Regions from separate parts of the Mus musculus genome. Here regions 1, 2, 3, 4 and 6 are each linked to region 5. Evidence: chromatin contacts called from public HiChIP or PLAC-seq, Micro-C and promoter capture Hi-C data. All regions are on one chromosome and are shown on one strand. Each heading gives the region's core, a stretch centred on a gene start, on an enhancer-like site or on the middle of the called end of the contact. The rest is flanking DNA. Distances are from core to core; before and after follow the strand shown. Region 1 holds the start of Mgarp (mitochondria localized glutamic acid rich protein). Region 2 overlaps Setd7 (SET domain containing (lysine methyltransferase) 7). Region 3 has its middle 23 kb from the start of Setd7. Region 4 holds the start of Naa15 (N(alpha)-acetyltransferase 15, NatA auxiliary subunit). Region 5 holds the start of Maml3 (mastermind like transcriptional coactivator 3). Region 6 overlaps Setd7 (SET domain containing (lysine methyltransferase) 7).

Region 1 (3,923 bases), core at 1,306-3,805, 710 kb after region 5:
AGGAAGCATTTGCGAACTCCAAAAGACCACCAAGGAGCCATTTTCAATGTAATAGCATTAGGATCGCTTCATTACAAGCTCTGGTTTGGACTCTCCTCCAACCCAACTCTGCTGCAGCAGGACGGGAAGGGAAGGCAGAGCAGCTGCAAACAGGTTTGCTGCAGGACAAGTTTGTATAGGAAAATAGCAGCCAATGAGGGGATGAGGGAAGGGGTGCCCAGTCTGGCAAGCCTTTAATAGAATGACTATAAGCTGACAGGTGGGTGCTCTGAAGCAAGAAGGCATACAATCACAAAGGGTCTGAAAGTACGTCTGAAACAAGCAGACTAATCTTTGCTTCACTGTTGCTAGGAAGTAGCTAGGGAGTGGCTCTGGCCAAGGAAAGCCTGGGGTCCTTCCTAGGACTTGGGTGCAGCTTGGATTTTGCTGCCTGTCAAGTTCTCAGGCTTCTTCTTCTCCTTCTTCTCCTCCTCCTCCTCCTCCTCCTTCTCTCTTTTCTTTTCTTTTCTTTTCTTTTCTTTTCTTATCTTTTCTTTTCTTTTCTTTCTTTTCTCTTCTCTTCTTTTCTTTTCTTTTCTTTTAAGATGGAGTAGGTTTGGCCTCTCACCGTAAGCATGTATGGAGGGCAGAAGACAATCTTCAAGAGATGGTTCTTTTGTTTCCATTATGTGAATCCAGGGGATCCAACTTGGTCCTCAGACTTGCTGGTCTCCAGACCCCAAAGACCTTAAATTACCAGCACATAAGCCACAAAATCATGATTATTGCTGGCACTGGACCTTAACATTGTTTTCAAATTTCTGTCTTTATCAACAACCAAAGATTAACTGGAGGTCATCTGAGTTAAGCCAACTTATTTCTGACCCTCGGTGTTTTCTGAAAGAGAACAGAAAAATGTCAAGGATTTTCTCAAGGGCAGTGAAGAATCTGTCCCGCAGCCGGGAACTGTCTGCACCTTTAGTCAGCTACAGCAGAAACTAACAAAAATGCCCTGGGGTGATGGAGAAGCAGCTGAAAATTCAGTGAAACTGACAACCAAAGTGCTTGGGTGTTTGTTTGGGAAACGGCTCTTTAAAATATGAAAAGAACCCAGAGAGTAGGTCTGAAGCTCACAGTGTAGACATACCATCTCTCCCAGCTGGGGCGGGCATACAGATGCAACTATGTTCACTTACCAGACTGAAAGGAGCAGAGAAATCGTGACCCGGCACTGACTCTTCCATCGGGCTGAGCATACATCACGCATCGACTATGCTTCAGAGCTTTCCTCAGTCGCTTTACTCGGGTCTACAAGACTCACAACGCTCTGTGGTGGTGGTGGTAGTGGCCTATGCCTTTAATCTCAACACTGCGGAGGCAGGGGGCAGGGATCCTGGTTTCTTGAGACGGGGTTTCTCTGTGTAGCCCTGGCTCCTGAAAACAGCTGGCCTCGCCTGCTCTACAGAGCGATTTTCAGGACACCCAGAGCTACACAGAGAAAACCTGTCTCAAGAAACCAAGATTCGGGGCTGGTGAGACGGCTCAACTGTTAGGAGCACTGACTGCTCTTCCAAAGGTCCTGAGTTCAAATCCCAGCAACCACATGGTGGCTCACAACCATCCGTAATGAGATCTGAGGCCCTCTTCGGGTGTGTCTGAAGACAACTACAGTGTACTTACATATAATAAATTAAAAAACAAAAAACAAAACAAAAAAAAAAAAAACAAGATTCACAGTTCAGACTGGAGAGATGGTTTAGTGTTTAAGAGCGGTTGCTACTCCCCCCAGAGAGCCCTTTACCTAACTTTCCTGTTAGTGGATTGTTTTGGTCACACACACACACACACACACACACACACACACACACACACACGCACACACACACACACACCACCGCCTAGTGCCTTCAGTGGTTCATTCATTCATTCATTCATTTTTGAAGCGGGGTCTCTTGTAGCCTACGGTGTCCTCAAAGATCTTGAACTCCTGAGCATCCTACCTCCCCCTCTGAGTGCTGGGAGTAACTTCTTGCGCCACCATGTCTGGTTTTATGCGCTGTTGGGTATCGAACCCATGCTAGATAAACTCTTTACCCTATATTTAAAAGTCCTGGCTGGCTTAGAACTCAGCCATCGCCAGGGGGAAACCTTACCCTTCCTTTAATCATAAGCCTGTAAAGTCGTCTCTTAAGTTTCCCGCTACCTCTTCCTGGGAATGCTAACACAGTGTGTGGAATAAAGTGGTCTTCCACCTGGAGAATACATTCCGTCTGCGCATGAATCCTGAATCAAGCGCGCTTCTCTAAACGTGTCCTGCGTGCTCGGGAGATAACTCCATGGGACAGAGCGGGTCAGGCACGTAACAGCGACTTCTAAGCTCCCTAGCCTCTTCTGAGATGCAGCCATTAAGCGACTGCTGGGGAGCACGGGACTGCAACTCTATTAGAGCTGGGTAAGGGGACCAAGGTGCTAACCACTAACTCGATCCCCTTCCCACATCCCCCGGGGCTGGGACGCACGGGATCTGGAGTCCCACCCGGGGCGGGGCGCTCCCTGGCTCCTCCCTCTGAGCCTGGGTTGCTTGATCCGCTGCTGAATCTGAGCGCATCTGGCGATGTATCTCCGCAGGGCTGTGTCCAAGACTCTGGCGCTGCCCCGGAGGGCGCCCCCGGGTCCCGCGCCGCTGGGGAAGGACGGTGAGTGTCCCACACTTCTCTACCCGTCCAGGCTGGGCACCAGCGCCCCGAACCCTGGGCCAGTGAAGGAACAGTGAGGGAGGGTCTCAGGCCAGCCCTCCGAATTTCTTGGAAACTTTGGGAATAAGGACCTTTTCCAGGATGGCCTCTGAATCCAAATTAGACTTCCTGGGTTCCAGTCTTGAATTCCTGATCTCCGGCAAGTAATGTTCCTTCATTTTTTTTAAGTGACTGTGGGTTATGATCAGTAGATATGGAGTGAAAAGAACCACTTCGAAGAGGGTTTGGCTTTCTCCTAGAGTTCCACGGTTTTCTATTCAATGAACCACTAGTTTCTCCGAAGAGGTGAAGGAACGGATAGGTAGGTGGACGTGGGGTGTTCACGTGTTCGCAGGTGGGCCCTAGAAGAAGTGTCGGTTCACTGATCCCTGGCGGTGATAAACCCCCGGCTTCTTGTGGCCCTGATCATCCCTTCGAAGTGAGGCCTCGGGGTACTCTTCTGATGTTGCTGACAAGCTTGCAGCTCCGTCAGCTTCGGATTAGGGAATGCGTGAGGAAATGCGCTCTTGGAAATTTTCTAAAGAAGCAGCATCCTGGACTATAAGAGCTTACAGGCTTTGGGCTGGTTTGCAGGTCCTCTCCTAGCTGCCCACCCTCTCTGTTCATCACTCACTGGGGCACAGATCTTGGACACTAGAAAGTTAATTATTCTGTACTTTGCCCCACTCCTTGGGGCATCGGAGGCAGCATCCAAAGCAAAGATTTGACTGAGAAAGACAGAAAAACGCCTGTGGAAATCCATGAGCCAGAGCGAGCTTTGCTTTGCTTTGCTTTGCTTTAAGCACTTGTTCACCCTGCTTTGATTAGGCCTGTGTTGGTGGTGGATGGTCTCAAGAAAGAGATCTAGTCACCTATTCTTTTAAATGATGCTTAAAAGAAGTCTTCCCACAAGTACTAGAACGCCTTTCCCCTCTGTATGTGTATACCTCATAAGAGAGCAACTTGCAGAAGTGAGGAGACGCCATTTATTTTAAACTGATTATAATGGGGACTGTTCTGGTGCTCAGATAAAGAAAGAGATGAGACTGACCTCATCCTCCACAGAAAACTCTCTCTCTCTCCCTCCCTCCCTCCCCCCCCCCTCTCTCTCCCTCCCTCCCTCCCTCTCTCTCTCTCTCCCTCTCTCTCTCCATCCCTCCCTCCCCCCCACTCCCCCACCCCATCTCTCCCACAAGCACAGGCTTAGAG
Region 2 (3,559 bases), core at 615-3,114, 560 kb after region 5:
CCCTGGCTCAGAGAGAGAGAGAGAGAGAGAGAGAGAGAGAGGCAGGCAGGCAGGCAGGCAGGCAGGCAGGCAGGCAGGCAGGAAGGAAGATAAGAGGAGATGAGAGACAGAATCTTACCCTGTAAATCATCTGGCCTCAAATTCACTCTGTAGACCAGGCTGGCCTCGAACTCATAGAGATCCACCTGCCTCTGCCTCCCAAGTGCTGGGATTAAGGCAAGTACCACCACACCCAGCTGTTGCTTAATTTTATCTAGTCTCTTACATGTGAGATTGAATTCAGCAGTTTCTGGTCTTTCTGGAGTTACTACACCCCTGCTGGTAAACAGCAAACCCCCTTACCCCAACCCCAACCCCCTCCCCGAACTATCTCACCAGCTCCACTGTTCTTTATAAATCATTTAATTGGCTGAGGAGATGGTTCAGCAGATATTGCTAAAGGTAAGTGGATCTGAGTTCAAATCCCCAGAAAGCAAGTAAAAAGCCTGGCTTGGTCCCTTATGCACTCACAAGGCTTTTACTTGGGTCTCATGGGAGGGTCTCTAGGCTGGCATACCTCAAGTTCAGTGAGACCCTGTCTCTGGGACTAAAGCAGAGAGTGGTAGATCAGGACACCCAGTGTCATCCTACACACACTTGGTTTGTATTTATTTTTGAGACAAGGGTTTCCTATTTAGTCCTGACTGTCCTGTGGCTCACTGTGTAGATGAGCCTGGCCTTGAACTCAGAGATCCACCTGCCTCTGCCTCCCTAGTGCTAGGATCAGAGGCGTGAGCCACACATGATCAGCCACACAATTGTTTGTTTGTGTTTTCATCAGTTAAGCTCAGTTTATGCATGTGTGGGCCCAGCTACTAGGGAAGCCTGAGACGGGTATGCCTGACAGTTTGGGGCTGGGGAGATGGCCCAGCAGTTAAGAGTGCCTGTTGTTCTATCATGAGGACTGGAGTTTGAATCCCAGTATTGGAGGCTCCAAGGGATCCAACACCCTCCCCTTCCCACTACCCAACCTTCCCCTGACACATGAAATTTTTCAAAAAGAGCTGTGCCCTAAGGAAAAGATGTGGTCACTCTTTGTCCAAGACTTCCCAAGCATTTTTTAGGCATCTTGGTCAGCTCTGACCCATCAGACATCAGAGTCTAGGTAGAGGCAGAGAAGCCGATACTGGGACCAAGGTACCTGCAGTTTCTGAAGGGTGAGAGAGGACTTCCGAGTGGCCGGGCTGAGCTCCATGTTGCTTGGAGCTGGGGTGCTACTGACATCTGAGAGACTTGTCAGAAAAGTGAGCGGAGCCTGTGTAGGCAGAGGATGAGAGAGAGCCAGCCGAAACAGGGATTCCCAGAGACTCCCACACCCTGTCATTTCACTTGTGACTAGGATCGACGGAAGTCCTGTGGTGAGATGGAAGGTACAGCTGAGACCGTCTCCTACAGTCATCTCACTGACTGTAGTCAAACCTAAAAATGTCTTTAAAAGTGACATTTTTTAGAGAATAACATTTTATGTGTTCTTTGACGATATCATACATGTGTATGCAGCGAGCGTGTCTTCATCATATGCATGCCCAGTCCACCAATCCCCCAGACACCAAAATGTCAGCTCCCACTTTTGTGTCCTTTACCCCTTCTTTCCCCCCTCGTCCCCCATTATCCAACTAGCACTGCTGCAGGTACATAGGCGGGGCCAGCCACTGGAGCAACGTTTCACCCTCTGGTCTTATCAAACACCAAGAGAAGACTGTTGGGAAAGAGGCATTGGGAGACAATAACTAGCTCTCAGAATGGCGGATGGCACATGCGGTATCTGTTGAGGGTGGAAGGGGCTGACTACAGCCCGAGGCTTTCTGGAAGCTGAGTCAGTACAGAAGTGGGCATCAGTGTCAGGCACTGGCTTGCTGGTCATCACTGTAGTCACAGGATGGGAACACAGAGCCACTACGGGCTTCTAGGTCCCTTTTGCTGCTCGAGCACTGGGACTCTGAGGGACATCCGTCCTGGGATTGACAGGACAGTGCCTAGGACCCATTGTAGAGACATCCCAAACAGCCTTTATCTTCTTAATCCCCACCCAAAAGAGAAATGTGTTGTCAACAAGCATTTGACCTACCTTCTCACCGATCCCGCTAGGGGGAGCCAGCGAGCGGAAGGAACCAGACAATGGCCTCTTCCCCATGCTCCTTGATAGAGCAGCTGGGCAGTATTTGTGCCATAGCACGAATAACTAAGAGTAGTAAAAGAACTATTCTGCCTATTGTTCGTGTGAGATTGCTCTAAGAACAGCTTCTTTTGAAAAATCTCCCTCTAATTATGATACAAAGGTTTTGCTGGTGTTATTTCGGTTTTTGAGACAGTCTTGTGTAGCCCAGGCTGGCCTCAGATTCTCTGTGTAGCTGCAGAGCACCTTGAACCTCTGATTCCCCTGCCTCTGCCCCCTAAAGGCTGGAATTATAGGTGCATGCCACCAACTCAGGCTATGCAGAGCTGAGACTCAAACCCAGGGACACGATCATGCTAGCTGAACACTAGCAAAAGGCACCGTGTGCAGCCCCAAGAAATTGGTTTGGTTTGGTTTGATTTTTAGCTTCCAATGCATTTTATTTTCTTTTATTATTTAGAAAACCAAAGGATTTCTGTTTTATAAGTGCAAAGTAATAAATTCAGCTTTTGAGAGAAAAGAGTGTGAGGCCCTAAATAAAGACTTACGTCTGCTTCAAATAGGCAGTAATGTGGTAGGTAGCTCCTGGTAGTTAACCACATGTAAGAATAACACACACTATGCACTAACACACTGTGGCTCAGCAGTAGTAGCCTGAAGATAGATGGTACAGAAAGGACACAGCATTAGTAAGAAGGACAAAGAGCATTGTCTGCCCATGAAAATGATGCTATACATTTTTCCTCATAGGTTCTGAAATTTATTTTAGTTTATAATCTCTCCCCCACCAAAGAGCGGTTAGACTGTGTCGATCTGTGTGACTCGTGTAGGTAAGGCCACTTATCCCTGTCCCAATAGCAACACTGACGGTCACATGAGTGCCACCCTGCATTGCTACTTTGTATAACTGTTCCTAGATTTTTGAGCCCAGGACATTAACCAAGCTATCCAAGGCACCATGCTATCAAATTGTTTAGCAAGCTTACAAGGGACTTTGATTGGTAAGTTATGCAGTAAGGACTTCCAGCAGAGGCCACATCTCTTGCTTCCTAAATTAGATTATCCACAACACTGTGGTAGCCCCCAGTTCAACTAAAACGTGTTTATGGGATGACTTAGTGAGAAGAGGTGTCTGCCACTAAACCGGAGAAGGATGGGTCTCCTGGGATCCATGTATCAGAAGTTGAGAACTGGCTTCTGTAGGCTGTGCTCTGACCTCACATGCACCGTGGCGCATGCCTACCCATGCAAATACAAGTGCACACAGGGACATACACACAAAATTAAACCACCAAGCATTTGTTGGTTACGTACTGTGACCCTGGCACTTGCCAAGACATAGAATTTCTCTGGCCTTTGTCCTAAGGAAGAAAGCAAAGCTGGCCCTTCTCCTGGAGGAAGGCA
Region 3 (3,534 bases), core at 184-2,683, 520 kb after region 5:
TATAGGAGAAGAGCGGGCCATTTGGTTGCTGTGTCTCCATCATACGCAGCAGCAAGGTCCAGCTTAAAGTCTATTAGCCTGGGCCCTGTACCCAGGATCCATGCTAAGATGGAGAGAAGGGCACAGCTGCACATGCTATGACCCGAGCAGCCTTCAGTTGCCAGCTGCCAGCCAGTGAGTTCTGAGCGGAGCTTGCAAACACCAGGAAAGCAGTAACTTCTACAGTGGATTAGTTTACTGACAGACCTTAGATGAGTGGACTCCTGGGAGGTGGGGCCTGGATGGAGAAGGCTGATCTGTGGAGGAATGCCTTTCCCTTAGGACACTCTCACCAGTGCACACTGCTATCTGAGAGCTAACCCACTTTGTTCTGCCACATGCTCATGCTATGCTGCCTGATTATGTGGGGGCCAAGAAGCAACAGAGCCAAGAAACCGTGGATCCAGCCCTTCCTCCCTTAAATTATGTTCTTGTTACAATGGAAGCTAACTGACACATAGTTACAAGAGCTCCATTCGCCCTGCATCACCATCCCCTGCATCCCCTGGGAAAGTGTACACACAGACATCCATTATCACTCTGGCTGCCCTAAGGCAAGCATATAAGTCAAACGAAAGTTGAGTCCAAGGAGAATGTTCGTTGGGGAGTGACCTGGACTCCAGAGAATCCCTCTTTTGCTGAGCTAGGAAGAGAAGATGGGAATGTGTTAACGTGTGCTCCAGCGGGTCTCAGAAGACAGCGTGTGGAGCATGTCGGTCTCTTTTCCATTGCTATGACACCCCACCACAAACAGACAACTCACAGAAGAAAAACATAAGAGTCTGCCAAGGCAGGGAACCATGGCATCAAGATGCAGACACGGTGGCAAGAACAGGGAGTTGATGGCTTACATTCTGAATGGCAGGCACTAAGGGGGGTGGGGGGTAAGACTGCTGTGAGGAAGAGTGGGAGGTCTCGCACACTGTCGATCCTTTGAAAACCAGATGTGCCTCGCAGGGGACTTCCGACAGCCAGACACCAACAAATTATTTCCTACAGTCAACAGGAAGCTGAGGAACATTCAGATATTGCAGGGCCCACAATTACCCTATGAAATCAAGGAAATAACTATCAAAGGAGCAGTGAGGGGTGGAGAAGCCATGGGTTACCTCATCTCCACACTGGGACCTCGAGGGACGGCCTTGCTGCTGGCTGTACACTTGTTCCTGCCTCTTCTGAGACTGTGTAAGCAGAATCTGTCTAGAATTAAATCACTCCTCAAAGAAGTATATTTTCATCACCGTATGTTAATTTTCTCCTGTGGCATCGCCATGTTACCTCGGGGCTGCCGCTCACCCTCGTGGGGCTAGCGGACAAAGAAGAAATGGTGTTCCATACACTTTCCTCTGCTGTAATCTTGTCATAAGAAACAGACTCTGGTGGAATCAGACCCTTTAGCGCCACCTACAGGAAAACCGCGAAGTCTAGGATGGGAATGGCTCCCTGGAGTTGAAATCCTGGGTCAAACCAAAGCAGTTGGAGTTCTACTTATTTCTCTGCTTCTTTCAGGGGGAATTTCTGGTGTTTTCTGAGCACCGGGTGTTTCCACCGTTTCCATAGTATCATCTGTTATGGGATTATAAGACACCATAGGTGTAAAGTATGTCTCTGTGGCCATCAAATCATATGGGCTGTACAAGCAGGACAGGTGTTGAAAACCTACAGGCAAAGAAGTAGCCATGTTATGGCAGCTGTAAGGTCCCTGTCACAGAAAGGCAGCCACACCAGAGAGACAGCCAAGACAATCTCCAAGTCTGTGGACAGGAAATGCCAAATCAACCAGAAAACTGAGCAGGAGAGACCTTTGTGACAGGAGAGCTTTGCCCCTCCTGGAAGAGTCTCCACAGAGCCTGCTCTGACACCAGGCTACCATCTCTTCCAGCCAACCCTAGGGCCTATCCTAAGAAGATGGAGGAAATGAGCGCCCAGGGTCGTCTGGATGTTTTTCTCCTCTGTGTGGAGCAGGAAGATACAAGGAAGCCACGGCATCAGCTTGACTGCGGCAAGAGCTGTACTCAGCATCTCCAGGTCCCAAGGCCAAGCTGACTCAACTAACAAGTGGGCCTAGAAATCATTAAGCCAGCCTAATTGAAACTAATTCCAAGTTCCTCGCAGCCCTAAATTGCACAGAAGAGAACACAGAGCAGCCTTACAGCTGTACACGAAGCCAGGCTCAAATCGCGTTATTTATTTGGTTACCAATAAAAAGTGGCAGAGTTAGGACTCGGAGTTCCATCTTCCAATTCCATTTCCTCCCAAACTGCAGAGAAGGGCAATTTAGCCTTATTGAGCACACACGACACAGGAATTCTGTTAAAAGGCTTTATTGGTTTTAATCTGCAGAAGCCTCGAGAAAAAGAAGTAGCATCCAGGCCAGCATCACCCAACAGCAAGGCTTAAAGATGATGGATCATTTGTGTCTAAAAATCCTCCATTTCCATGAATAAAGACAAAAGGCCAGATCATTTAGCAAATAATAAGGAAAATCCTACTTATTAAAACCTGTGAAATATAATCAGAGATTGTATCTGTCTGTCTGTCTGTCTGTCTTAAAAGGAAAACCCAAACTCTCAAAATCATTTGTTGGGCTGCCAAGACGGCTCAGGTAAAGGCCCACCCTGCCAACCTTTCAGTTCAGTTCCCAGGAGTCACACAGTTAAAAAGAAAGAACTGACTCCTATAAGGTTCCCATAACTGTTCTCTGACCTCCACGTGTGCCCCACGGAACAACACAAATCAACAAACACAGGAACAAGTAAATAAATAATACTAACTTAAAAATTATTTAAGAAGAATGAACCTGAAGAAAATTATTCAACTCAAAAAAAGTTTTAAAGTCTAAGGAAAACAGAAAGGCAGAACTAACACTCTAGTCAGTCATACCTATACCCGTGTGTTCTGCATCTGTGCATCCAACTATAATTGACAAGATTTGGGGGATGCCGTGGTGCTGACCGTATCCTGATTCGTCACCACCATTCTCTAAACATTACAGTAGAATAACTGTTGCATGGCATTTACAATGTTTTTGGATATCTTAAATAATCTAAGCTGGACAGTGGTGGCACACGCCATCCATCGCAGCATCTGGGAGGCAGAGGCAGAAGGATCTCTGACTTCAAGGCCAGCCTGGTCTACAGAGTGAGTTCCCGGCCAGTGTTACTCAGTGAGGCAGAAGAAAGGAAGGGAAGAGGGGGTGAGGTGTAGGAGGGAAGGGATGGATCCCTGGAAACCAAACAAAGCAAAAGAACAGCAATGGTGAATATGTGTGTGTGTGTGTGTGTGTGTGTGTGTGTGTACATATATACATATCTGCTAGCCTAATCAAGAAAAAAAAAGGACAATACTCTAAGCTGAGATTGCGAAAATGCAGTGGCGTGTACACATATAAGAAAGCGTCATTTTTTAAAAAAGATTTATTTATTTTATGTATGTGAGTACACTGTAGCTGTACAGATGGTTGTGAGCCCTCATGTGGTTGCTGGGAATTGAATT
Region 4 (3,886 bases), core at 48-2,547, 690 kb after region 5:
GTAAACAGATTCAAGCCCATACCCCCGCAAGTTATCACTGCGTGTATTTTTATGCAAACCGCAAACATCTGAAGCACAGGGGATGAGTTTGAGATAGCGTCAACAAGATCCATCTTAGAAGACACTTCTATTATCTCCTGCTAAGTTTTTGCACCGCTATTTTTAAAACTTCAGAGTAAGGGGTGGAGGGGGAGTCTGTACTGAAACTTCCTACCGGACCGCCCCTAGAAATGAGTCCCACCTCCCGGAGAAGGGTGTCGGGGTGGGGCCGTTTTGCTCTCCAACTAACAAACAAATGCTGCGTTTCCCACTCCCAAAAAAAGAGGCCGAGGGGCTGCAGGATCAAGTATGCAAGTGCCTGGATGGAGGTGACAGAGTAGCCTCCGCTTCTACAAGAGTCCATTCTTTCGAGTCCAACAGTGACCCCCGGCCGGGCGGGGACCGGTGAATCCCAGATGGGGAGGAAGAGGGAGGGACGGGGCCGGAGAGGGAGAAGTGCTTTCAAGCAATGAATGAGTCCCTGCCTCGGCCACACCACCTGTTCCTTCCGAGGGTGCCACCCCGACCAGCCGGCAGAATCCCTGTCCGGAGCGGGGCCGCGACTCCCGGCCCGTGCGGCCCGCTGCCCCGCTCAAGGCCAGGCTGCTCCTCCCTTCGCTCTAGGAGGGTAAACGGCAGCCGAGCCGTGCGGATGCCGGGGAGTCGGGGCCTAGTCCGGAACCGAGGCCTCGAAGCCCGCGGGCCGCGGCGCGCGGACGGAGGTGGGGGCGCTCCCGGGGCGAGACGAGAGCTGAGAGTGCGCCCCGCCAGCCAGCACAGCCGAGGTGGGGTCCCCGCGGGGTGGCCGGGTGCCCGCTCGCCCGCCCGGGCTCGGGGCTGACAGGCCCGGCTCCCAGCGAAACCATCCCCGGTGCCCGCTCGCCGCCTCACACTCACCAAGATCCGCTTGAAGAGCGCGTTCTCCTTGGGCGGGAGGCTCACGGCCGGCATGGTTCCGGCTCCTCCCGCGGCTCCCGCCACCGCCCGGCTCGCTCAGTCCGTTTGTCCGCCCGCCGCCGCCACTGCCGTTCCCGAGCTCACTTCAGCCTTGAAGCCTTCACTCCGCCGCCACTAGGCCTCCGGGGTCGCCGCGCCCGCCCTGTCCTGACACTCCCTTCGCCTCTTTTTTTTTTTCTTTTCTTTTTTTTCTCTCTCTCTCTCTCTCTCCTCCTTTTCCCCCTTTCTCACTTAACGCCGCCGCCACCTCCCCCCTCCCGGGTCTCCGTCGGCGGTTCACGTGGTAACTGAAAAGACCGACAGAGGCAGCCAAAATGGCGGACTCGGAGGGCTTTCCCACCCGGGTCACACCTCCCAACGCGCAGGCGCGGTGACCCGCTCTTCCCCACCCTCGATGCACCGGAGCCTGCCGGGAACGCGGAGGCCGGGCCGGCCTGCGGAGCCGCGGATTTCAGAGTTGGCTCTGCCGGTCCTGCCAGTGCCGTGTGCCTGGGAGGGCCGCCAATGACGCTTCCGCCGCCGCCGCCTCCTCTCTGGAAACAGACTTTCTGCCCCTTCTCGCTAGACCGGCCTGCCTTTCTCTCGGTGGGGTAGACTCACCCAGATGGTGTCATCATAGCTTGAGTATCAAGTGCCAAAATGGAGATGTTTTAAGAAGAGGTATAATGGTTCTAGGCCCAAGTGCCTGTATTGTGTACAGAAGGGAGCGAAGGGTAATTTGTGAACCGATCCGAAAAAGAGGGCTTAATCATCTTGAAAAGCCTCTAAGAGCTTGACCTATGAAATGGGCCCCGGCTGGCTAGGGTATCAGTGATTTTTGTTGACTATTGCTAGAGATAGCCAGGAAAGGTGTTGGCCAGATCCGAAGTGACATACTTATACTGCCAAAGGAGCCTCTGAAGGTTGAGGTATATTTATTTCATTGCTGAAGTCATATAATGCGAGGTTGAGGAACTGGCTGTGTGAGTCACCTTAATGTGGTGGAGTTGAGGGCCGAGACTCCTGGAGTTGGCTTCTAATTCATGCTTAGGGTTGTATCTGTTGAACTGCCTGTTAACAGAAATCCTCAATCCTTAGAGGCCAGACTCCACTGAGCAAGGTCAGGCCTGAGAGAGAAGAGGATCCAGACGTTTCATTACAGTTAACAATAAAACTTTACAAAATGGCAAGCCATTGAGTCACAAGAGCCATTTTACCCTTGATTATCTCATGTGGACCTTCTAGTAATCTGTGCATCCTGAGTCATAAAGATGTGCAGCAGTTTAGCTCCTTTAGGTCTGTTTTTGTTTGTTTTGTTTTGAGACAGGATTTCCCAGTGTTTCCCTGGCTATCCTGGAATTCGATCTCTTAAAAACCAAAAAGGGAGCAAGCTTAGAGCAGGCAAATCCTGGGGTATCCTTGAACACTAATCTCTCTAAAGATTTAGGAAAATTAAGTTGGTGAGATGGTTCAGTGGATTAAGGCACTTACTTTGCAAGCCTGACAGCCTGAATTTGACCCCTGAACTCACATGAAGATGGAAAAAGAGAAAAGGCTCCAAAGAGTTGTTCTCTAACCTCCATGTTGGCACACATAAATAACAAGTGAATTCTGGGCTGGAGAGGGAGTTCATAGGGGAAATGACCTGTTACTCTTGCAGAGAACCTAGGCTGGGTCCCAGCACCTCTGAAGAGGCCAGGTATACACAGGGTGCTCGCACAGACAAAAGGCTCATGCATATAAAATAGATAAGCCTAGAAGAAAATCCTTCACATACAAAGATGTAAGTAAATAAATAGCTTTTCTACAAGTGTGTGCTGTTGAAGAGCTAACCTGGTGCTTTATGCATGCCAGATAAGCACTTTTTTGTTGTTGTTTTTTTGAGACAGGGTTTCTCTGTGTAGCCCTGGCTGTCCTGGAACTCACTCTATAGACAAGGCTGGCCTCGAACTCAGAAATCCACCTGCCTCTGCCTCCCAAGTGCTGGGATTAAAGGCATGCGCCGCCACTGCCTGGCCAGATAAGCACTTCTACCATTAAGCTAGCTATACCCACAGCACTAAATGCAAATTTTGTTTTTTCAAATTGTACAAATAATTTTTTAAATTGTAAGGTTTTATTGGCATGTTAATTATACATAATAATGGTATTCATTATTTTTATACATGTACATGATATATTTCAATCATAGTCACACACATACATACCCTTACCATCTTGTCTCCCTTGACTACTTTTAATCCCCTTCCCACCAACTAGTAATTTGATTGGTTTGTTGGTTGGTGTCCCTAAGTAGCCCAGGCTTACCTTGAACCCATACCCTCCTTTGCTTTCCAAATGCCGAGAATATAGTTACTTTTCCAAGTCTAAGCAGCAGAGGTTTGGGTGGACCTGTTGTGTTGTAGAGCTGTTTTTGTGTTTGTGTGCATGTGTACTGGTGCCCACAGAGATCAGAGTACCAGATCCCTTGGAGCTGGAATTACAAGTGGTTGCAAGCCACCCAGCATGGTGCTAGGAAAGGAACCTAGATCTTCTGGAACAGCAGTAAGTACTCCTAACTGCCAGTCATCTCTCTCAGCCCAGACAGCAGGTTTTAAGGTTCAGTGAACACTGGTCTAATTACAACATTGATCTGATTCATTCCCGAGTTAAAATGCACCTGTAAATAATAGTCTGACCACACAGTCAGTGACATGATAGCCTGAACTCAATAATAAAACACCTACAGTGATCACTACAATACAACAGATAGAAATTGCATGTGAGCTATGCTTTGAGTGCTCTTTGTGCTTCCAGGAAGTAACAGCCAAGGCTGTATGGCCCTGCACTACACTGCTGCTGACCTTGCATCCTTCTCTATCACTGTGGCTGAAGGGCTTCCTCCCACTGGGTGTGGTGGCGCACATGTGTA
Region 5 (3,600 bases), core at 403-2,902:
CTTTAAGTTGGACCTTTGATGGCATCTGTTCTCTGGTCTGTGGTGGGTTCTCTGTCTGGAATGAGTAGGTGTGTGTATCGCACCTCCCCGGGAAAAGTTTTGTCATACAAAAAACAAGGCCCAGCCTTCTTTTATTCCTGGGTACTTTAGAAAACAGGGCTGTGTTTTTACCCCCTCCCCCCCCCAAATCCATTCAAAAAGCCGTTTCATGAACACCCCACCATCGAGGTCTGTAGCCCAGGGACCCCAGAAGTGCTAGCAATTTCTGCCTTTTCATTTTTGCAGACGTCTCTGGGCAATGGTGTAAGACTGAGCCAAGGGTGTTTGAACTTTCTTGTCAGATGTTCTACTCAGTGTCTGGGTAGATAATGTGTGATAATAATTAACAAAACCTGAGATTACTTCTCTGCAGCTACTCCATTTCAATCGTGCTATTGTGAATGTGAATCCATTGAAATAAAAAAATATATCTAGTGGTAAGCTAAGCCTGCCCCCCACACACTTTTTGGCTTGTTTTTGTTTTGGTCACAACAAACTGTGAAATGCTGTGTTTTTTTTTTCTTTCTTTCTTTCTATAGTTCTAAAGCATGAAATCTGCAATCTTTCCACTTGATTTAGGCAGGACCCTTAATTGCTGCCGTCATTAGCACCTAGTGTTCAAAACAGTCTGTTTAAATGTACTGTTAGTCTCACCTCCAAGTCCCTGCTTGCTTGGTTTTATTTTTTTTCAAGGATAAATAAAACAATAATCGTCATAATAACCACAGTCGTTATGTACAGAGAAATAAATAATATCCCAAGGTTTTGTTTTGTTTTGACTGCTTAGTTCTGTTCATTGAGGAATGGGTACTTTGATGAAATTTCCAGGAGGTAAAGGTGACTGACTGCCCCAGATCTTGACAACCTTGGTTCAAACTCAAGTACCCACCTTAGAGGACTCCACAAAGCTGTCTTCTGACTTCTAAGCGTGCGTGGGGTGTGGCACTAGGCACTTCTTCCCAATAAACAAATAAACGTAAGGAAAAAAAATTATTTGAGTTAAAGAGGGTCCTAGAGTTTGAGCAAGAGTTCACTAGCAGGGTCTTCTCTGGGCCTTGAAAACAAGCCACTCGTTTGCCTATTTCATTTCACATGGGTGGGGATGACAGCTGCTGGGAAGCTGCACTGTTTCTGCCTGGTCATGCACATTTCTGCAATATAATGCATAAATGTATAACAACAACTTGGGCTCGCTGGATACCTCGCTGGGCAGAAGGAAACACAGCCAGCCTGGCGCGTCCCCGCGCACTCGCGCGCGCGCACACACACATACACGCGCGCCGCGCGCTCACTTACACACACACACACACACACACACACACACACACACACACACACACACACACACACACACGGGTCAAAAGGTGATCCACTCCTAAGATTCCCCCCAATCTTTGTTTTCCCCCCTCTTCCTGGCAGGTCGGGGCTTCCCAGCCTGGGGAGCAGCTGGATTGGGGAAGGGGAGGGGGTGGGGGGGCAAGGGAGGCGGGAGTCAGGTCGGTGCGCGCCGCGCCCGCTCCCGCCAGGGGAGAGTCCGGGCCGGGTTTTGCACCGGGTCCCCGGGCTTGTCTCACGGCCTCCAGCCGCCGCCGCTGCCGTGTTTACTGAGCTCGCGCGTCCTGATATCACTCCGCTGGCATGGAGGAGGAGGAGGAGGTGGAGGAGCGCGAGGAGGAGGAGGAGGCGGCGGCGGCGGCGAGCAGTTGATCATTGTGATGGTGGCGGAGGCGGCGGCGGCAGCGGCAGCCTGGCCGAGCATTAGTGGCTGCTCTCCGCGCGGCGTTTCGCAAAGGACTCCAGCGATCTACTTTTGCAGTCGCCTCGGACTGTCCATGTGTTTACTTGCCCAGCCCGAGGACTCGATGTCTAGGCTCCTGTGAAATGCAACTGAGCAGCCAAAGTACTTTGAGAACACGGGGCGGCATAAACACCAAAACTTTTTTGTGGAAGGAAAATGCAATAAGCAAGCTCGCCGTTTTCCGATGCGGCGTGGAGTGAGTGTGTGTCGCGCGTGTCCGCACTGGAGGCACACGCTCGTGTGTGTACATGGGGTGTGTTTTTCGGTACGTAGGGAGAAAATGCTTGCCAACCACCGGAAACCTCCTGGAATTTATTAGAAAATAATGGATTATTAAAAGGAGGCAGGCGAGGAGCGGATCTCCCCTTGAGTTGCAAGCCGATCTGCTGCCGGCTCAGTTTGTTGGGATTCTATTTGTTGATAGGTGTCTGATGGTATTCTGATAACACCCCCTTTTTTTCTCCCCTCGATCTTTACAGTTTTTTTAAGGAAAAAAAACACCCCAAAATCTCTTCCCCCTTTTTTCACCCCGTGGGGATCGCTGTTTTTTCATCCATGTGCTTGCGTCTCCCCCGCGTTCCACTTAAACTATTTTAATCCTTGGACCCAAGGAGAAGGCTGATAGGGGGTGGATTAAAAAAAAAAGTTCTTCCAAAATAGTGTGCCCCGGGAGCAGGATGGGGGATTTCGCAGCCCCCGCTGCCGCCGCGAATGGTAGTAGTATCTGCATCAACAGCAGCCTGAGCAGCAGCCTCGGCGGGGCCGGGATCGGCGTGAATACTCCCAATAGCACTCCGGTTGCTCCGAGTGGCAATCACCCCGCTGCCGGCGGCTGCGGCGGCTCCGGGGGCCCCGGCGGCAGCTCGGCGGCCGTCCCCAAGCACAGCACGGTAGTCGAGCGGCTCCGCCAGCGCATCGAGGGCTGCCGGCGGCACCACGTCAACTGCGAGAACAGGTATCAGCAGGCTCAGGTGGAGCAGCTGGAGCTGGAGCGCCGGGACACCGTGAGCCTCTATCAGAGGACCCTGGAGCAGAGAGCCAAGAAATCGGGCGCCGGCAGCGGCAAGCAGCAGCACCCGAGTAAAACCCAGCAAGATGCGGAGGCTGCCTCAGCCGAGCAGAGGAACCATACGCTGATCATGGTGAGGGCTCACTGGGGTGCGCGTTGGGGTCGGGGGCGTGGAGTTCCTGGCTTGGGGGCTGTGAGGGTCTGATTTGCACCGAGGGATGAGGTGGGATGGAGACGAAGGGTTAACGTCAACTTTTCTCAGGGTAAACGCTTTCGCCGCCGCCGCTACCTGTTAATCTGTCAGGGTTGTCAGATTTGGGGAGGAAGGGATGAGAGGGAGAGAAGCCAGTCACGACTCCAAGGGGAGGAGGGAGCTTTAGTGCCAGAGTGAGGTGCAGGAAAAGTTTCCCCCTCCTTGTCTTAGAAATCGATGCGAACCAGAGTGAACCCAGGAGTAGAAACCACGCTGCTCCTCTCCGCGCCCCGCCTTCACCTTTCTCTGTACCACCGCGCCTCCCCAGATAGGTCCCCTTTCGCCCACCCCTCTCATCACATCCGCCGGGTGCAGGGAGAAATTGATGCTGTCGCACATTCTGAGTGGGCGCCAGGCCCTGAACCCTTAGGAGGGGAAGGAAGAGTCCCTGACTTCCTCTCCTTTGGGCTTGGGAAAGTCTGAGAGTTTTGTGAATGAACTTTGAAGTGGGTGAGAAGCGAGTGAGGGTGGCTGCGCGCGCGTACTCGTGGGGGCGCGCGC
Region 6 (3,653 bases), core at 165-2,664, 590 kb after region 5:
AGTGCTAGTCACATCCCTGTTTGAAAGCTTAAGGAGCGAGTTCCCTCGGGAGAAACGTCCTCTGGACTTTCGAGGAGCCTCCTGCAAAGAGGACTGAATAGTTTTCAGACTGCAAGTCAGCAGGATAGGATGGCTTCTATTCTGTAGAAAGACACCATTCAGTAAACTCTGACAGGAGGCTGAGTCTGTGGGTTCAGATTCTGAGAGGAGCTTTTCTGTAAATGTGCCCAAAGAGAGTTGGCTGCTTTGGGGAGAACAATGGCTGAACTTCAGTGACCAGATGAGAAGGAGGACGGAGGACGAGAGAACAGGTTCCACCTCCAATCGCCCAGGCTCACAGGATTTCACACCTGGGGATGGAACCTTAGCCTCAGTTGCTGTAGGGGCTCAACCTCTATCCTAAAGGGCTACTCTAGCAATCTCATCCAAATGGGACTCAAAAACAATTTGGGGGGGCTTAAGGGCCAGCAAAAAACGTTTAGCAGGTAAAGGTGCTGTTGGCAAGCCGATGGCCTGAGTTAAGCCTTAGGACATATATAGTAGGAGAGAAACAACTCCTGAAGGCTAGCCTCTGACCACACCCAGCATGGCACGCACCCGCCCCTCCACACACACACACACACACACACATGTGGCTGGGAAACCGATCTACTTTTCCCATCCCACAGTGGAGGAAGACACACTGGACTTCAAACCCAGCAGCAATGTGTCGGTGACCCTTAGACACAGGAAGCAGACCCTCAGAGCCGAGCCTCCCTGTCTCCCCTCGCCCTGGGTTCCTGGTGCCTTTCAGCTCCTTTTCTTCTGCTGTGTGAGAAGCCTGGGTGTGTGTGTGCAGAATGGCAGCCCAGCCGATTGCTCCACCTCTTTCCTTATGTCTTAAGTTCCTCTTCTCTCTTGCTGGACTCTGTGCCTTTCCCTGACTGTGACCCATTCCAGTCACTGCCCCTGCCTCCGCCTTCTCTATCCCTCTCCCTCCCTCTTCCTTTCCCTCCCTCTTCCTTTTACTCCCTCTTCCTCCCTCTTCTTCTCCCTCTCCCTCCCCTCCCCCTTCCCTTGCTTTCCCTTCCCCCTCCCTCCCCTTCCCCCTCCCCTTCTCTCTTCCTCTCTCCAAGTTACCAAGCATAGGTAACTTGCTTAGTCATAGGTTGCAACTGTTAAAGAGGCCAGAACCTCACTGTGGAGAAGAGAAGCAGACAGCATAGGCGCTGCATAGAGAATTAGCTGCTGAGGGAGGTTGGGGTTTGCTCCTTGCTTGAACCAAAACAGAAAAGCCTCCGAATGTGCCTTCTACTGTAGAAGGACATAGGAAGCGGGCAAGTCTGGTCTTCTCTCAGGATCATAATCACAAACAGCCATGATTGAGATTCTGTGTGGTAGAGAAGAAAAAGAACTGTGCGCTGTCTTCCTGACAGCTGGCGCTTGTGGGCTTACCTGCCTGACGTCAGCACGGGTCTCGAGAGGCCTCATTCAGAGCTGTCTCAGTCCAACCCTGCATGACTTGACCCATCTTTAGCATCTTTCCTATGCTGAACTATTATTGCCTTGTGTTAGAGTTAGGAGTTAGGACTAGGAACTAATCCATGGAGCACGTCCCCCCTAACTGGGGCATACGCTGGAACTAACAGAAGCAAAAGAAAGAACTGAAATTAGGACACAAAAGAATGATAAGGTTACAGAGTAACAGGCGGAAGACTTGAGTTTCTTAGTACAGATTCTTATTTTAATCCTCTCAATCCCTGACCTCTCCAGCAACTAAAAAGGAAACCTTTTTTTTTTTTTTGTCAAGGCCTCTTTGAACCTGACTGGGACTAGAGTTCAGCCTCATTCCCCTTTGGGGTTCATCAGTCTTGAAAAACTGTTTCCTTATCACCAACCCTCACACACACACACACACCCACACACCAACAAGGCCATGTAATCATTTACAACATTTAATTGTGACAATTAAAGTTGCGTTGAGCAGCAAATACAGCTCAAAGTCCAACATCTGCCTAGCAGCTAGAGGCCCTGGCTTACGTCCCTAGTACTGGGAGTGGAAGGGTCAATTGTGAACACTGAAATAAAAGGTTGTCTTCGTGAGACAGTATGTGACACTTTTATTAATTTTACTTAATTGGTTTAAGAAAAAAAATCTAAATTTCTCACTGCAAAAATGCACTTCTACATTTTCCAAGAAGGTCAAGAGTTCTAGGCTTTGGTTATTCTCAAACAGCCACCTCAAATTCTGTCTTCAAAGTAGAGATTTAGAATCCAGACATCTTTTATTTTAGACAAACAAGCAAAACTATGTTGCAAGATGGAGAGTCGCAATGTTTCTTTGCTGCAGATCAAAGGTTCACAAATATCTTCAATTTCCAGGTACAGGGAGGTACCTTGATAGATTCCCGCCCTGAGGCTTGCATTGCTGCAGCGGGGCAGCGGGGCTTGGATTGCTTTCCCTTCTAAAATTTTAAGCTTTGGTGTCAGTGTTTTTTGGGTTTTAGTTTTGGAGGGTTGTTTTTGGTTTTGGTTTGGTTTTGCCGGGGTTGGGGAGGGGAGGGGAGGGGTGGTGATTTTTGTTTTCAAAAAGACTCAATTTTGTAAGTTTTATTTTGCCAAACATGTGCATACATATTCAAAGCAATGAAACTATTTCAAGCCATAAAGCCGCAGGGGTGGAGCCCTTTCCACAAATTTTAATGTGTTTGTATGTAAATAGCTGTTTGTATGAAATATTTTCATGGTAGAATGAATATATTTAAATGAAGTTGAATTATTCCAGTGCTATTTAAACACAGGACAAAAATTTTTGGTGAGAATTATCTGAGTCTATTGAGATATAATGCAGATCAATTTTCATTTTTAGAAATCAAAAAGCCTACAAACCGCTCTGACTGATGACCACCTCCTGGTGGGGTGGCGTCCGATGTGAGGTAGGCTTCCCCAGTGCCTCAGCCGCTTTCTGGTGGTAAGTTCGGTGCTAAAGGAGACGTGTTTACCTTTTAGTGATTCCCGCAGGCCTCTGAGGGGCCTGAGAGCGAATCGAGGCGTTAGAGACACCGGTGCAGTTATACGAGCACAATTATTTTTGCAGGGCAGCAGAATCAGAAGCCAGACTTGTAAACCTCGGAGCTGGGTTTCCCGGCTACCTTCACTCGCCACCCCTAACTGCCTAGTCACGATGTCAGGGAAGCTACCCTCAGTGGAGTTGGGGTCTGGACCCCGGGGTGGGACTTCACAGAGTTACCAATGCTTTTTGCCTTCTGACCTCCCTCTCCTCGAGGGAGGAGGCGAGCAGCCGCTGGCAGGGGCCATCCTCAGCACAGTCCTTATCCAGTCTCAGCTCTGGAAGACTATGCATCTAAGCACCCGACTTCAGCCAGAGAGGGAGACTTCCGTGGATAATGGAAACCCTTGATTCCTGTCTGTGATTTTACACGCAGTTGTTAAATGTCATTTTAATATGAAGACCATTCATGTACCTAATACCTTCCAACTCTTGAGTTACTGGAAAGAAAAACAAAACAAACAAACAAAAAATCCTTTACAAAATGATATTTCACTTGAGTGCGTTCCCCAACCCACCTTTGGCCCTGGGTTATAACAAAACAATAATCTGACAAATTTCACTGTGTACGCTAGCAATATGAACACTGAGCCAGTGCCCCCTT

The links. Promoter capture Hi-C pulls out the DNA fragments that hold promoters and counts their contacts. A called contact is a pair of places that touch in the nucleus more often than the background predicts. HiChIP or PLAC-seq counts read pairs in DNA pulled down with a chosen protein or histone mark.
Region 1: a Micro-C map of embryonic stem cells shows a contact between it and region 5, with 6 times the contacts expected there. The contact joins the promoter of Mgarp here to the promoter of Maml3 in region 5. A contact is called at or near these places in 1 of 39 promoter capture datasets (hippocampal neurons), 1 of 484 Hi-C or Micro-C datasets (embryonic stem cells) and 4 of 115 datasets of contacts at active chromatin or transcription factors (the NIH/3T3 cell line, the SCID.adh cell line, extraembryonic endoderm stem cells and 1 more).
Region 2: an H3K4me3 HiChIP or PLAC-seq map of bone marrow-derived macrophages shows a contact between it and region 5, with 3 times the contacts expected there. The contact joins the enhancer-like site here to the promoter of Maml3 in region 5. A contact is called at or near these places in 5 of 39 promoter capture datasets (the 3T3-L1 cell line, the C10 cell line, cranial neural crest and 2 more), 1 of 15 datasets of contacts at CTCF or cohesin (large pre-B cells), 19 of 484 Hi-C or Micro-C datasets (B cells, CD4 T cells, CD8 T cells and 15 more), 28 of 115 datasets of contacts at active chromatin or transcription factors (the 230-238 cell line, the SCID.adh cell line, T-cell acute lymphoblastic leukemia and 20 more) and 3 of 9 other capture datasets (adipose tissue, embryonic stem cells and liver).
Region 3: a contact with region 5 is called in an H3K4me3 HiChIP or PLAC-seq map of forebrain, with 6 times the contacts expected there. The contact joins the enhancer-like site here to the promoter of Maml3 in region 5. A contact is called at or near these places in 6 of 39 promoter capture datasets (the 3T3-L1 cell line, 3T3-L1-derived adipocytes, cranial neural crest and 2 more), 3 of 15 datasets of contacts at CTCF or cohesin (the NIH/3T3 cell line and large pre-B cells), 13 of 484 Hi-C or Micro-C datasets (the Ba/F3 cell line, the HL-1 cell line, the HPC-7 cell line and 9 more) and 28 of 115 datasets of contacts at active chromatin or transcription factors (the 230-238 cell line, the NIH/3T3 cell line, the SCID.adh cell line and 22 more).
Region 4: an HNF4G HiChIP or PLAC-seq map of pancreatic cancer cells shows a contact between it and region 5. The contact joins the promoter of Naa15 here to the promoter of Maml3 in region 5. A contact is called at or near these places in 4 of 39 promoter capture datasets (the C10 cell line, the HPC-7 cell line, hippocampal neurons and 1 more), 3 of 484 Hi-C or Micro-C datasets (CD4 T cells and embryonic stem cells), 9 of 115 datasets of contacts at active chromatin or transcription factors (the NIH/3T3 cell line, the SCID.adh cell line, embryonic stem cells and 6 more) and 1 of 9 other capture datasets (liver).
Region 6: a contact with region 5 is called in a promoter capture Hi-C map of the 3T3-L1 cell line, with 8 times the contacts expected there. The contact joins the enhancer-like site here to the promoter of Maml3 in region 5. A contact is called at or near these places in 7 of 39 promoter capture datasets (the 3T3-L1 cell line, 3T3-L1-derived adipocytes, HPC-7-derived erythroid cells and 4 more), 2 of 15 datasets of contacts at CTCF or cohesin (both in the NIH/3T3 cell line), 1 of 484 Hi-C or Micro-C datasets (embryonic fibroblasts), 15 of 115 datasets of contacts at active chromatin or transcription factors (the 230-238 cell line, the NIH/3T3 cell line, T-cell acute lymphoblastic leukemia and 12 more) and 1 of 9 other capture datasets (embryonic stem cells).

Annotation. Positions count from the first base shown.
Region 1 is chr3:51,395,179-51,399,101 of GRCm38.p6, reverse strand. It overlaps Mgarp (mitochondria localized glutamic acid rich protein), which reads left to right and starts at 2,555. Exons shown (of 4, transcript NM_026358.3): 1 at 2,555-2,675. The coding sequence starts at 2,594.
Region 2 is chr3:51,538,631-51,542,189 of GRCm38.p6, reverse strand. The region is part of intron 3 of Setd7 (SET domain containing (lysine methyltransferase) 7); the gene reads left to right. Among named protein-coding and RNA genes, the nearest start is that of 5031434O11Rik, 20 kb to the left of the region's middle. Within about 2 kb of position 1,864, at least 49 of the 459 cell types and tissues checked have an H3K27ac peak or open chromatin away from gene starts, as enhancers often do. A contact at or near this core is called in B cells, CD8 T cells, T-cell acute lymphoblastic leukemia and 7 more, where this site is marked.
Region 3 is chr3:51,581,665-51,585,198 of GRCm38.p6, reverse strand. No RefSeq gene overlaps it. Among named protein-coding and RNA genes, the nearest start is that of Setd7, 23 kb to the right of the region's middle. Within about 2 kb of position 1,433, at least 31 of the 459 cell types and tissues checked have an H3K27ac peak or open chromatin away from gene starts, as enhancers often do. A contact at or near this core is called in the N1E-115 cell line, the SCID.adh cell line, forebrain and 1 more, where this site is marked.
Region 4 is chr3:51,413,427-51,417,312 of GRCm38.p6, reverse strand. Naa15 (N(alpha)-acetyltransferase 15, NatA auxiliary subunit) reads right to left here and starts at 1,297. Exons shown (of 20, transcript NM_053089.3): 1 at 937-1,297. The coding sequence starts at 990. It overlaps LOC108168868 (a long non-coding RNA gene), which reads right to left and starts at 930. Exons shown (of 2, transcript XR_001783830.2): 1 at 539-930.
Region 5 is chr3:52,103,058-52,106,657 of GRCm38.p6, reverse strand. It overlaps Maml3 (mastermind like transcriptional coactivator 3), which reads left to right and starts at 1,652. Exons shown (of 5, transcript NM_001004176.2): 1 at 1,652-2,979. The coding sequence starts at 2,515.
Region 6 is chr3:51,515,897-51,519,549 of GRCm38.p6, reverse strand. It overlaps Setd7 (SET domain containing (lysine methyltransferase) 7), which reads left to right. Exons shown (of 8, transcript NM_080793.5): 8 at 1-3,653. Among named protein-coding and RNA genes, the nearest start is that of Gm36008, 6.7 kb to the right of the region's middle. Within about 2 kb of position 1,414, at least 97 of the 459 cell types and tissues checked have an H3K27ac peak or open chromatin away from gene starts, as enhancers often do. A contact at or near this core is called in bone marrow-derived macrophages, where this site is marked.